Regions from separate parts of the Rattus norvegicus genome. Here region 1 is linked to region 2. A link is a contact called in public Hi-C data. All regions are on one chromosome and are shown on one strand. Each heading gives the region's core, a stretch centred on a gene start, on an enhancer-like site or on the middle of the called end of the contact. The rest is flanking DNA. Distances are from core to core; before and after follow the strand shown. Region 1 has its middle 52 kb from the start of Sowahb. Region 2 holds the start of Ccng2 (cyclin G2).

What was found. Hi-C and Micro-C count contacts between places; a contact is called where the count stands out from the background.
Region 1: a Hi-C map of liver shows a contact between it and region 2, with 4 times the contacts expected there. The contact joins the enhancer-like site here to the promoter of Ccng2 in region 2. A contact is called at or near these places in 2 of 12 Hi-C or Micro-C datasets (liver and mammary epithelial cells).

Annotation. Positions count from the first base shown.
Region 1 is chr14:15,361,898-15,368,656 of GRCr8, forward strand. No RefSeq gene overlaps it. Among named protein-coding and RNA genes, the nearest start is that of Sowahb, 52 kb to the left of the region's middle. Within about 2 kb of position 2,129, at least 14 of the 93 cell types and tissues checked have an H3K27ac peak or open chromatin away from gene starts, as enhancers often do. A contact at or near this core is called in liver, where this site is marked.
Region 2 is chr14:15,094,529-15,100,983 of GRCr8, forward strand. Ccng2 (cyclin G2) reads right to left here and starts at 2,662. Exons shown (of 8, transcript NM_001105725.2): 1 at 2,480-2,662; 2 at 1,541-1,678; 3 at 916-1,053. The coding sequence starts at 1,678.

The DNA of each region.
Region 1 (6,759 bases), core at 879-3,378, 270 kb after region 2:
TTGTGTGTTCTTTCACGTGACGATTTAAGTTTAAGAGAGTGTGTGGCAGCTGGAGACACTAAGCCACCATGGAATTGGGATGTATATGTCTGGCATGGTGGCAACCTGCCTTGGGAACTAGATAGGTAGAGAGATTGCTGCCAGGCTCAGAGAGAAGCCATCGGCAGTGTGATATGGGATGGAGCAGAGTGGGTGAGATGCTTTGCTGACTGAGATGAAGATATCTACCAGATATCTTGGGGCACTGCAGTTCTGGATCTAGTGTGGGGTAAAAGAAAGCCATTTTTTATAATTTTACAGCAACAGGTGTGAACCCATTTTTTGAGCATAGGAAGGGGCTGACACCAGCTGATCCATCATTCTATCTCACTGCTCAGTTTTGCAAGCATCTGGTTGAGGGCCAGGTAAGAAACAAGATGTTCTTTAAGATGTGAGGTTCTTCAAGGGGCAGTAGACAGACAAGGATCGCAGTTAGACTTTGGACAGCGTCTCTGGCCAACAGTCCGCTTCCATTGCTAATGTGTGTTGAGAAAGAATAGGCCCGGGTTGGGGATTTAGCTCACTGGTAGAGCGCTTGCCTACAAGCACAAGGCCCTGGGTTCGGTCCCCAGCTCCAAAAAAAAAGAAAGAATAGGCCTGGTGTAAACTTTTCACTGTTCTACAATCTGTGTGATTTGGGGGGGGGGGGGCATGCTGTTTTTCTTATCTCTGTAACAAAACACCATACAGAAACAACTTAAAGGAGGGAGACTTGGGTTCACAGTTTGAAAGGGTGTAGCCATGGTAGTAGGGAAAGTCATGCATGGAGGAGCCGATGACTGTGTAGTCCAGGAAGCAAGAAGTTCTGGACATAGCACGGGCATAGAACCACGAGGGCCCGCCCCTCGTAATCCACTTCCTGTAGCTAAGCCCCACCTCCTAAAGGTTCCACAACCTCCCAACCGAGCGCCATGAGCCGGAAACCAAGCATTCAAACACACGGCCCTGTGGAGGCCTTTTGCCTTTCAATCATAACAGAGCATTTTTCAACTTTTAAGAATTATTAATATTTATCTGCGTGTTGTGTATTTGTGGGCGGGGTTTCATGCATACATGCATTGTGTTCAGGAGTCCTCCTCACGAATACCATCCATGTCCTTTGAGACACGGTGCCTCTTTAGCATGGAGCTCATCAATTAGGCTGGGCTGGATGACCAGAGAGCCCTGGGGATGCTCCTGCTTCTGTCTCCCCAGCATCTGGACTACACGGGCTTTTAAAATGTAGGCTCGGAGGCTTTAACTAGGGTCCTTATGTTTGCGAGGCAAGCACTTTACTGACTGAGATATCCACATTTTTCAACTTTAAAAAAAAAATCATTTCAGAAGCTTCAGTAAAGGGCAGTGACTTGAATGACTTAGCCTTGGAAAGCCTCTGGTGGGGGTGGGCTCCACACAGGCTTCTCTCCCAACTTTCCTCAGTAAGGCACTTACAGGGGCAGCTCCGTATGGAGCCCAGGGAAGCAGTGTCAGATGGGAACACATGGGGTCAGATGGTTGGAGAGGCAGCCAGATGGTTGGAGGAACTGAGCCAGAAAAATATTAAAGCAGACACGGGTGGACACCCCTGAAGCCCGGCACACGAGAAAAGGAGGAGGCACATTCTCTTAGGGCCACAGAAGGAAATCAGGACTTTGATTTAAATAACTCACTTTGGGAGCTGGGGGTCAGAAAATCAAGGCAGAGAAAGCCAGGTTCTTGATGGTTAAAAATTTAAATCTGAAGAGCTGATTCCAAGATGCCTTCTGCGTCTTAGAAGCACAGCAGGACCAGTGAGAGATTGGTAACAGATGTCTGTCTCTTCAGGGAAATACGGAAACCCACGATGTGTATCTGCCCCATTCCTTCCCCCAGCCCCTGTAGGCAGCTCCCATCCGGAAACCCTCGTAAAGCCCGAAGCCGCCTTCCCACTACGTAGCTTGCTCTGTCATTACAAGGGGACAAGGAAGAATCCAGCGTTTCCCACTAGGTTCACTGACCCAAGAAGCAAGGCCAGGAAGAACTGCTGACTGAATTCCTCCTCCCTCCCAAGGAGCCCAGGGCACTGCAGAGTTGCAGGATCCTCGAGAGAGAGCGAGCGGCCTTTGTGCAAAGTGCAGGTTCAGCTGAATGCTTGAAATGGCTCTCCAGACCGCCTGGCCTTGGGTCTTCTCCAGGACCAACTGTAAGACAGTGAGAGGATGCCTAAGCCCAGAGGCTGTTGAGTAACAGCCCTGTGAAGTCACCCGCTGGGAGGCTGGCTAGCCGGATGAGCCCATCCCTTTGGGCAGGTTAAATGACCAGCATCACTGTGACCCAAGAGGGGCTTCACAGCTGAGGACTGGAGAGCTACACAATATGCAATCACGGTGATTTCCTCTGAATGTGAAGTATCCCAGAGGGTAGGCGGGAGATGAGGGGGCTGGAGGGGGAGGGGCTTTTGTAGCCGAATCAGCATGAGCAACCACAGTACCTCAGAAATGCATTTCACAGAAATCCAAAAAGAAAGTGATTTTTGTCACAGATTGTAGATCTAATTATCGATGGCCTTTCTAAACTATTTTTTGACTTGCGCTACCTAATTGCTTTGCTTGAATTTGTTTTCCTAGACATCTTTCTAACACCTAAACGTGTTCCTCGTAAAGGAGAGAGCAGAGCGCTGGGCCACAGTTTGAGTTTATGTAACAAGCTGAATTCTTTTGCTGTTTTAGGCCTGAAGGAATCCACATGTAAATGTAGATGCAGTGTGGACTTCTAAGGTTTTACTAAGTACCAAAGACAGGAAACAATGAAGTTTAGTGGCTCGGGATGGACTCTATTCTTACCCAACCAACTTTTTTATTTTTTATTTTTTATTTTTAGGGTTTCTCTACGTAGCCCTGCCTAGCCTCGAACTCAGAAACATGCCTGGCTTTGCCTCCTGGGTTTAAAGTCGTGCATCACCACATCTGGCCTACTTTTGATTTTTAAAAATGTTTTTCCAAGGCAGGTCCTCCTTGCTATATAGCCCTGGCTGGTCTCGTTCTCACTTTGTAGCCCAGGCTGGCCACAACCCTCTGGCAATCCTTTTACCTCACCCCCCCCCCGTCCCCCAAAACTTGAGATTACAGCCACCTATCACCACACCCAGCTCTTGCCAATTTTAAAATTATTCCTTATTATTTATTTATTTATTTATTTATTTATTTATTTACATGTATGTGTATATGCCACAGCTCATGTGTGGAGGTCAAACAACAGACGACCTTTCAGGGTCAGTTCCCACCCTCCCCTGTGGGTCTTGGGATCGAACTCAAGTTGAAAGGCTTGGTCAGCAAGTGCCTTTACCACTGAGCCTTCTCACCAGCCCCTTGCCAACTGTTGTTAACGTGTTTTGATCCCAGCCATGGTAGTGAGGTGGGAAGCAGAGACACGAAGGGAGAAGGAGGGGGATGTAAGAAACATCTTAGGGCTTAGTTAGTCATCCCTCTTGCTTCCTGGACCCATGGCTGCCCCCTTGCCAGGGCTATTTTTGTCTCCTCCCTATGTCTTCTTTCAGCTTTGCTCAGATTGTAGGCAGGCAGTGAGGCGTGAGGGCGGAGTCTCCAAACCGGGGCTCCGAAAACACCGGAATCTCCTGTAGTTTTCCGTAAACCTTGCTCTCTGTGGTATAAGTAGACTTGATTCTCTCAGCTGCCAGTCCAGTTCCCCTCCTTTCCTCTCACATTTATAGGACTGGGCTTGAGAAATAAAAAAAAAAAAAAGAGGGAAGGCTCAAGAGAGCAACAATGTTGAAAGCTTCGAGGTCCATTTGCTCTTTCAGCTCTCGACTCCTGGGCGTGGGCAAACAGGTTGGAAGGGTTCAAAACCTTCGAGGATTGGCTGTAGGCTGTGGGAGGGGACCTGCTGTCAAATGGCTTGGGGTAGGCGTTGAGACTAGAGCACCACCGTAGTTTGCCAATGCTACATCGGTCACTTCGGTTGGCTTCGAGGATTTAGTCAGAGGGCGCAGGTCCAGGCCATCCACAGACAGGAATCAAGAGGTAAGTGTGCCGGTTAGTTTTTGTCAACTTGACGCAAACTAGAGTCACCTTGTGGTGGTTTGAATAAGAATGGCCCCCACATGGCAGCTGGCAACTGTTCCTAACTCCAGAGGATCTGGCGCCCTCTTCTGGCCTTTGTGGGAATCAGGTATGCACAGAGTGCACAAGCACACATGCAGGCAAACCATTTATACACATAAAATAAACCTTAAAAAAAATATGGAATTCAACTAAGAAGGAAGAAGGGAGAGAAAATAGACTCCATTGCCAAGTTGACATCATCCTCTGAGGTTGGCCGTTAATTGGTCCCAGTATTTGTTTTTCCACTTTCTGTATAGAAGTGGAGGCCGTTCACCGTTACTGAGGTCCCCACAACATACTAGGCAACATATAACATGCCACAAACACGACAATAGTAACCAAGTGTTCTATAAAAACATATATACTCAGTACCTAGATTCTCCAGCATCTCGTTGTCTTTGTTGCATTAATAAAGGATAGAGACCCTTCTACTTGTTTTAATTTATGGATGTATTTCAAAGTAACACAGTTACCTAATTCCTCAGTAGCCTGCTGTTAGCACAAAAGAGTTTGGTGTTTGTTTAGGGTTTGGTTTTTGTTTTGCTTTCACGTGGCATTTAAATGCAGTAAAAAGCACACCTCCAGAGTGTATGTACTAAATTTTCCCAAAAAACGTTTCTAGTGGAAAAAGTTTCAAGAAGTTGGAAGGAGTTTTACAACAGCTGTGTCAATCATTGTATAGATATCACTCTGCATATTTTATTATATTTGCTATGATACCCGTCCATTCTTCTGTCTACTTAGCTTTTGGGGACAGTTTAAATACTTTATCTCTGTGAAATACTTCAGCGTGGAGGGCGTTCCAGACATTTCTTGTGTTTTTCTTTCACATGATTTGAAATTTTCACGTATAGTAAAATGCATACTGTGTGTCTCTTGAGATATTTGCTGTTGGAGGTTGAGCTCGGAGCTCCACTGTGCTAACAAGTTGTTCTCCCATGGCTACACCCCAGCCCTTCAGTGAGTTCTGATGAGCCCCTACCAAGGTGCAGAACAATCAATCTCCTTTCCCCCTCCCCCAACACGATCAACCCTACAGGGCCCCCACCCATTGCCTGCCCAGTTGCCCCCGAGACAACCCTGCTTCTTTTTCTACCATACATTTGATTTACAAATGGCATCATACCGTCTCATTACTCTTGTGTTATTTTTGAAGCATTCTGTGCATGCTTGATTCCTTCAAAGGCCAGAAGAGGGTGCCAGATCCTCTGGAGTTAGGAACCGTTGCCAGGGGTCATGTGGGTGCTGTAGTTGAACCCAGGTCCTCTGTAAGAATGGCAAGTGCTCTTTACTGCTAAGCCATCTCTCTAGCCTCAGATTCTATCTATATCTATGTCTATATCTATCATCTGTATCTATCTATATATCTACATCTCTATATCTCTATATCTATATATTTATATCTATCATCTATATACCATCTGTCTTTCTATCTATCATCTATCAATCCTCTGTCTCAATTTTATTTGCTGTGTGTTTACTCACACATATAGGCTGTTTATATCAGCAGTCTATGTCTTTTTCTCTTTTGTCCTTGTAGTCCTGGGAACTTCAGCCAGGGGCTCACACATGTCAGGCACGTTCTCTGCCACTGGCTTATAGCCCCAGCCCGTATGTCTTGTCCTTATTGAGCCATACTTCGTTATAGGATGGATTAAGCAATTCCCCCTAGCCTCTTGGTGGATCCCTGGGCTGTTTTCCACTTTGGGGCTTCTGTTACTCTTCTATCCTCATGGCCAAATAGCTGACCAAAGTAAGAGAGACGATGGTTATTTTGACTCCTGGTTCCTAAGAGTTCAGACCATGGTCTCTCAGCAATGTGATTCTGTGAAGCAGGGCACCATGGTGGAGGAGTTCTTCGTGGTGGGCAGGAAGCAGAGAAAAGAAAAACGCAGGAAGATGCCAGGGATGTTCTGACCCCCTGTTTCCTTCAATTGGGTCCCACCGCCTATTTTTTCATACTGCTAAATAATGCCGTTATCTTTAGAGTCCGTCAAAGGAGTGATGTGTTTGTTAGTTCGGAGCCCTCAAGGTTTGCCTGTGTGTGGAGATGTCTTTCCAGATAGACCCAGAGGAACACAGCAGTGATTTCCCAGGGATTCTACCAAGTGGATGGTAGATACTGTGTGTCCCAACACAGACTCTCTAAATGGCCTTAGGCAAGTCTTTGGTGGATATGTGCTTTTATTTCTCATAGGTAAATACCTTGTGTGTGTGTGTGTGTGTGTGTGTGTGTGTGTGATATGAATGTGCAATGTGAACATGGAACGTGCACTTTGTAAGTCTTTTATACACCCATTAGCCCAGCATTGAGTTCTGGTTGTCCTTTTAGGATCGTCTGTTGTAGGCTGTGGAGGAATCCCTGACTGAGTGAAGTCCTCAGTCAATGCACATGCACACTTGTTGACAGGAGCGAAGCCATGTTAAGGACTCCAAGGCTTTGGAACCATGGGAAATTGGCAAAGCCATTACCCATATGGCCCAGGGTCAAGAGAAAGACCAAAGATTTCCTTGGGAGTCTGCCTGTTCAGGAAGGATTAGTCAGTGTCAGTACAGGCTAGCAACTGCAGCTTCCCACTCCCAGCTGCTTACAGCCTGAGACTGCTCGCCTACAGAGGCCTCCTCCGACAGACTAGCTGCC
Region 2 (6,455 bases), core at 1,412-3,911:
TGACTATTAATAAGACCTCGGCTGCCTGCTGTGAAGGCCTTACAGAGAAGGGAGCAGGCCACCTTTAGCATAATTTTATACTTCATTTGTCTTGATTCAGTGTTAAAACCATGCAGGCTCCAAGGGGAACATGATAAAAAATGAAAACGTAACACATACACACACACGCCACATACACAGAGTAAAAAATGAAAATGTAACACACACACACACACCCTACAGTTTTATTGCTATAAAAGGTCTAGCTTCTTTTATGCCAGTTTGGGCACTTTTATAAATGAGCCTATAAAAGATATTATGGTATTTTTCACAAAGTGAATTTTAATTAATTCTTCTCACCTCCCTCCTCCCCGAGCCCCTGTAAACACCTATGCTGAGGGCTTAAGGTGTAGCGGTCTCCCTTTGTAACGTCTTCCAAGAGAACGTATTTAAGAGGTATGGAAAAACCTTATTTAAAATCCAGAAATACAATTTTTCAGTCTCCCTAGTATGAATGATCACAATTCTGATTACTTTCAGTTTATGAATAAGAGGGTTTTTTTTTTGTTTTGTTTTTTTTTTTTTTGGTTCTTTTTTCCGGGAGCTGGGGACCGAACCCAGGGCCTTGCGCTTCCTAGGTAAGCGCTCTACCACTGAGCTAAATCCCCAGCCCCGAATAAGAGGTTTTATTACATTCATTTGACAAATATTACTGAGCCCTGTATGTGTTAGAGACCGTGTTGGGCACTGGACATTGGAAACGTGTGGATCTGTCAGAAGTGGAAGCGCACACTGTTGACCTAGCACTTGGGGTAAGGGGGATGAGGTTTAAGATCAGAGCTACACAGAGAAAACATGTCTCAGGGAAAAAAAAAAAAACAAAATAAAATAAAGATATAAAATACAATGTAGATTTTATAAAAACCGATTAAATACCTTCATCAGGGCCAAGAATCTATCCAAAATATTGACAGCCAGAACAAAAGTTTCAGTGCCAGATCCAAAAAAGTTAGTTAAACTTCTTAAATCTTCAACTTTGGCATTTCTCAGTCTTGAACACAAAGTGTTATCATTCTGAAATTAAAAACCAAGAATCAAAGCTTATTTTCTTAGAATGGAATAGAGAAGTTTCAAAAACTACTCTCCCTTCAGTTTTCACCACTGCCGTGTATGCTGTGACCTCCTAAAGCTAAAGCTATCAGTATACGTTCAGATATAAAAGATACATCACTGCTTCTAAAATGTATCCACTACAGAAGAACTTTGGCAGTTCATTCCAGGCAGTTACAGTAGTTCTTTGATGAGGTTTCTGTTTTCTAAAATAATTTAAGATCCTATTATAAATATTCCCTAGGAACTTCCCACCACCAGAAGAAACGCCTCTAACAGTACATTTGGTATAACTTCCACATTCACTGAAAACAAAAGCATAACCCTGCCCAGTTTCAGGTTTTTCTTAGTCCGGGGAGGCCAATTTTGGATTTAACTTTGTGGCCTTTGGTACTGCTTTCAACCGAGGAAAAACAAAATATTCCCAAGTCCTATCACTTCTCAAATTTACCTCTGGGGTAGCCTCCATCAAGGTCAGCCCTTTTTCTCGAGGTTGGTATCTCTGTTCTTGTTCCAGGTAGAAGTTCAACAATCCGAAAAGCTGAACCCCTTCGCCACCTGCCAAGTGCTCGGCCCCCAAATCCTTCATCTGCAGCAAATACACCGCGGCCGGTTAAGAATATATTCAGGATATGAAGGGGGTGTGAGAAAAAAGACTTGGCCGCGATCCCTCAGCTAGGGGCGCCCCAGCTCACACAAGCCAGAACCGGGTGAGGGGATCCGTCACGTCGACCAGCCTCTGGGGAATCCTCCCCTAAAGACAAGGAGGCGTGGCATGGGGGAAGGATCTCGGTCACCTCCGCTGGCCAGGGCTAGTTCTGACCAGCCCTCTGGCCGATGGCGTTTGACAAACAGGAAAACTGTCCAAGGAGCGTAATGTCTCCTACTGTCCGTATCACCTGGATAGCACAGCAGGGACTTCTGCCTGCACTCTAGGCCCTAGAGAAAAGCGGGGGGACCGGAAGATTGAAGCCACCGAAGCGGGTTCTGGGGCGGGGCGTTGCACAATAGGAGAGAAGGGAGGGGGAGTCTCGAGACTGAACAAAGAACTGGAAGGAGGAGGCTTCGGAGCCCCGCCCCGGGACCCGTCCCGGAGCCCACCTCCAAGCTGTCCCCTACGCTTCTGCAGCTTAAAGGAGCCCCGCAAGTGGAGACAGAGCGGCCCACCAGCTTGGGAGGTGCTGGGAGGACAAGGGGAGTCCAGTCTGCCCGCGCCGAGCAGGAACCTAATACTTCGGTTCAGTAACGGTGCTGAGTCCCCGGGCTGTCAACCCCCGTGTGGCCTCACAACATCCCGGAGCCCCTGTCAGTCCCTCGGATGCGACTGGGGGACTCTACCGTCCTAGCAGACTGCAATCCAAACCCGGAGCCACCCGGGAGGCCCACTCACCGTGTCGGCCCCGGCGTCGCGGACCGGCGCGGCGGGGGCGTCCGGACCCTCCTCCGAGGTAGGGGACAGCCTGCTCAGCGGCGCCCCGACACCCGCATCCGACTTCCCCGCCGCCGCCGGGTCTCACAGCCCGGGCTTCATGCTGCTCCTCAGCCGGGCGCTGCGCCCGCCCTGCACCTCCACCTCCTCCCCGCTCCGCCGCAGACTCCCGAGCCGAGCAAACCCCTTGTTTTTGTTTTGAGTCTGCGACGCCCCCAAGGGGCGGGGCGCGTGACTCCGCGCGGAGGGATCCTCTCTCCCTCATTCAGTGGATCTGAAAAAAAAGAATCCCTGCTCCAAGCCTCATTACCCAGACTCTCCTAGTCCTTTCTCTTCCTCTTGGCTTTGCCGAGCCAGGATCTAGGGTGAGGAATGGAATCTAGATTTCAGCCTCATTTCAGGATGAAGCCGGAAGGGAGCAAAGATGAGAGAGCTGGTCGGAGAGCGGAAGGAGACCTTCTCTAGACGCCTCACACCGTTTAAAGGTCCCCGATTTGTTTTGTTTTCGCTGTTTTAAAAAGTCCGCCCAAAGTAGCCTGCTCCCTGATTGGATAGGGGTGGGGCAAGCCGACTGCTGAGGACTTGATTTAATCTCGAATCTGGATTGGCTGGCCGATTGGCTGTTGCGTCCTCTGATTGGCTCTCATTATATCCTGAGTCTCTTATCTTCTTCGGGGGCCTTAGCAACTCCGGGGTCTAGATTGCGCATGCTTGGGTGGGTGGCATTTGTGGAGCTTGGTTACGTGCCGGGGTCCACAGTTGCCTATCGGCTCTAGCTAAGTGTAGGCGAGGCCCAAGACTGTCGCTTCTGGTCACACCCCCGAAAATCTGGGGTCACATAACTCTGTAACAGCGTTTCCACGAGTGCAGAAGGGCGTCCTCAGCTTCTTAGTTGTACCACCGATGCAATAAGCAGTCAATCTACAACATTTCTTGAAATGCCTACCGAGATATTTGTTTTAAAAAAACAAAAAACTCTTGACTCAGGAAAGAAAAAAAAGAAGCTAGGCTCAACTACTTGGTTACACAGCTGAATTGTTGAAGTTAAGCCGTGGGTGGTAGAGACTGAGTTACAGAATTGTTAATGCATTTGTGGACCTTGACATTTTTTTCCATAAAAAAAGTTCAAAGGAGGGACTTTTCTATAAAAACTGCAGATTGACGAGGGTATATAAATATCTAGTAGGTATAATAGCGTGCTTCTAGAGATTATGGTTGTACTGTTTGCTTTCGGTTTTAATGAAGGCTCCCACAGCCGCTTGGTTCTTGATCGCCCATAAATTATCATTTATTGTCTATTATAATTAACGTTGTTATTAAGCTGACACCTCTCCTAAGGCAGAGCAAAAACCAAACCAACTAGATGCCTTAGGCAGAACTAACTTTCACACGGAGTGGAGTATCAGTAAGGAGGTAGGAAAAGTCCCTAGGTGGTTTTGGTTTTGGTTTGTTTGTTCGTTCGTTTGTTTGTTTTACTTTCTGTTTTCTCAGATCTCTACCTCCTACCAAACATGCAAATTGGTAACTTTGCACCTTCATGAATTCTAAACAGCTAGCCTCTTGGAAGTGAGTTTTCTACTCTTATGTGTGTTTTCCGTGAGGCACTTTGGAGCTTCTAAACTACTTAGAGGGCACATAGTACAACTTTAACAAGCTGAAGAATTAGTCAAATAGATGGCTTTGTGTATTATCTGGAATGAGACTCAGACATCTGTTTGGAGCACAGAGCAACAGGGGACAAGAATGCCAAAGGGCCTAGCTAGCACTCCTGTTTCAGAAGGGTGTGGCCTTCTTGGTTTTAGAACATAAAATAAAATTAGCATACCACTTATAAATGATTTACAGGTTACACAATTTTATTCAAGGTGTGGTTGATCTTTTAAGCATTATTTAAATTATTACTTTAGTGACGTACATCTGGGCCAAAGTCCATGCTAATAAACGCACACAGCAGCCGGCGACTCCTTTAGAGAATGGAGCTATGATTAAAGTTCAGACGTACATCTGCTTGCAACAGGGAACGAACTCAGCTAACAGGGTTCAGAGAGAGAAAGAAGCGACCACCAAATCAAATGAAAAGACACACAGAGAAGTTTAGGAGCTGAATGAACATGGAGACTGGGGAGAGCTTTGTTTTCCGATGGGCAAAGGTATAAAAGGAGCCTGGGCTAGAAAATATGTGATTCGAAAGAGGAAGTGTAAAAGATGTGGCGGGACGTTTTTATAAATAACATACAAAAGGGAAGAAAGCCAGCCAAGTGCAACGGCTTACATCTGCAAACCCAGCACTTGGAAGACTGAGGCAAGCAGGGGGATTGCGGTGAGTTCAAGCTTAGCCCAGGCTACAGAGTGAGACCTCGTCAGAAGGGGGAAAAGATCTAGAAATTATCCTTTTCTTAGCCCACTAGAAGTTATACAAAACATACGCTGATTTTTACATGATGTGAACAGTCCTGTAGAGTGAGCTGTTTTGTACTAGTGAATTCACTGCTCAGCACAAGGGAGACTAACTTTCCACCACTGTCCATTGAACTCTTTAATATTAAAAGACAGCAGTCCTTTTAACATACTGGCCCCAAATTACATTGTCTCCCCATGGGAACCTCTTCTTTTATACTTTTCCAGGAAGTGAGAAGAATTGCTTTTTGCTGAATATCTCTCTCTCTCTCTCTCTCTCTCTCTCTCTCTCTCCCCCCCAACCCCATGTGTGTCTCCCTCCCCCTCCCTCTCTGTCCCTTCCCTCTCTCCCTCCACCTCCCCCTTTCCCTTCCCTCTCCCTTAAATGAGCCTTTCTGCAGACTGGCCTTGGACCTTATCTCCTCCGCTAGCTGCACCAGATCTGTAGGCACTGTTTATTAAAAGAAGACATTCTTCCAGTGCTGATCAGACTACCCATTAGGTTCATCTTGGGCTTTCCTGAGCAATTCTTGAAGACCGCATTCCTAGACAATCACCCGTAATAAAAATAAGGAAATGAAAACTCTTTCAGCACCCAAAAAAGATAGAGGGAATTCCCTTTATTATGTGATACTGGGTCTTCTTCAGTGCAGTGACAGGGGTTGCGGTAGTGAGTAGGAGGAACTGGACGTAGGAAAACTGACACTATGAGGGATTTACTAATAAACTTGCTTGGGACCTATCAAGTTATAGAATGTAGAATCTATCAAATTCTATGGTGCTGCCTCCAATATGATGGAGAGATAGTAATGTAGAACCAGGCTCCTCAGAAATTGAAAGGAAGCTTTGTTCTGTAATTGAAGCTGAGGGTTGCTGCGAAAGTCTCTGCTAATGTTTGTTCACCAAGACTGGCCTCGAATGCAGCCGGCTCCATTTCCACAACTAAAGGAGCCAGTCCTGACTTTCAACTGTCTATTAGGATATCCCCACATCAAAGACCATGCCTCTAAGGGGCAGCTTGAGGGGGCAGAACAGGGTCACAACCACCACAAGTTCCCTGTGCTCTTATCAGAAGAAAGCATAGTTCTGACAGATGGGCAAGATGAACCTGAGTCACAGCTGCTTGAAAATAGCAACACTGGTGTGTTTAAATAATTCCGCCAATGTCTTTGCAGTGTAAATCTCCCGTCTGAACAAGTGGCCAGACTTGCAGTCTCCTGTCTCTGTTCAAATTTTTCAACGTATGACCTGGGACCTGGAAGAAATTTAAGGATGACAGCTTATGTGGAGTGCATATGTCTAAGGTATATATAGACTAGTTAAAATCTTTTATTATTGGCTGACTCCTCTTTGAGCAATAGCCAGAGACAGTCACTCACTACAGTAGAGGGCTTTTTATGATAGTTCTATAACACTAGGATTAGGTGGCACATTATCAGCAGTGGCCCTTCTGAAGGCATGACATAGAACGGAGAGACTGAAATCGGAAGATGGGAACTAGACAGGAAACGGCAGCAGCAGCAGCCACTCAACAACAAAG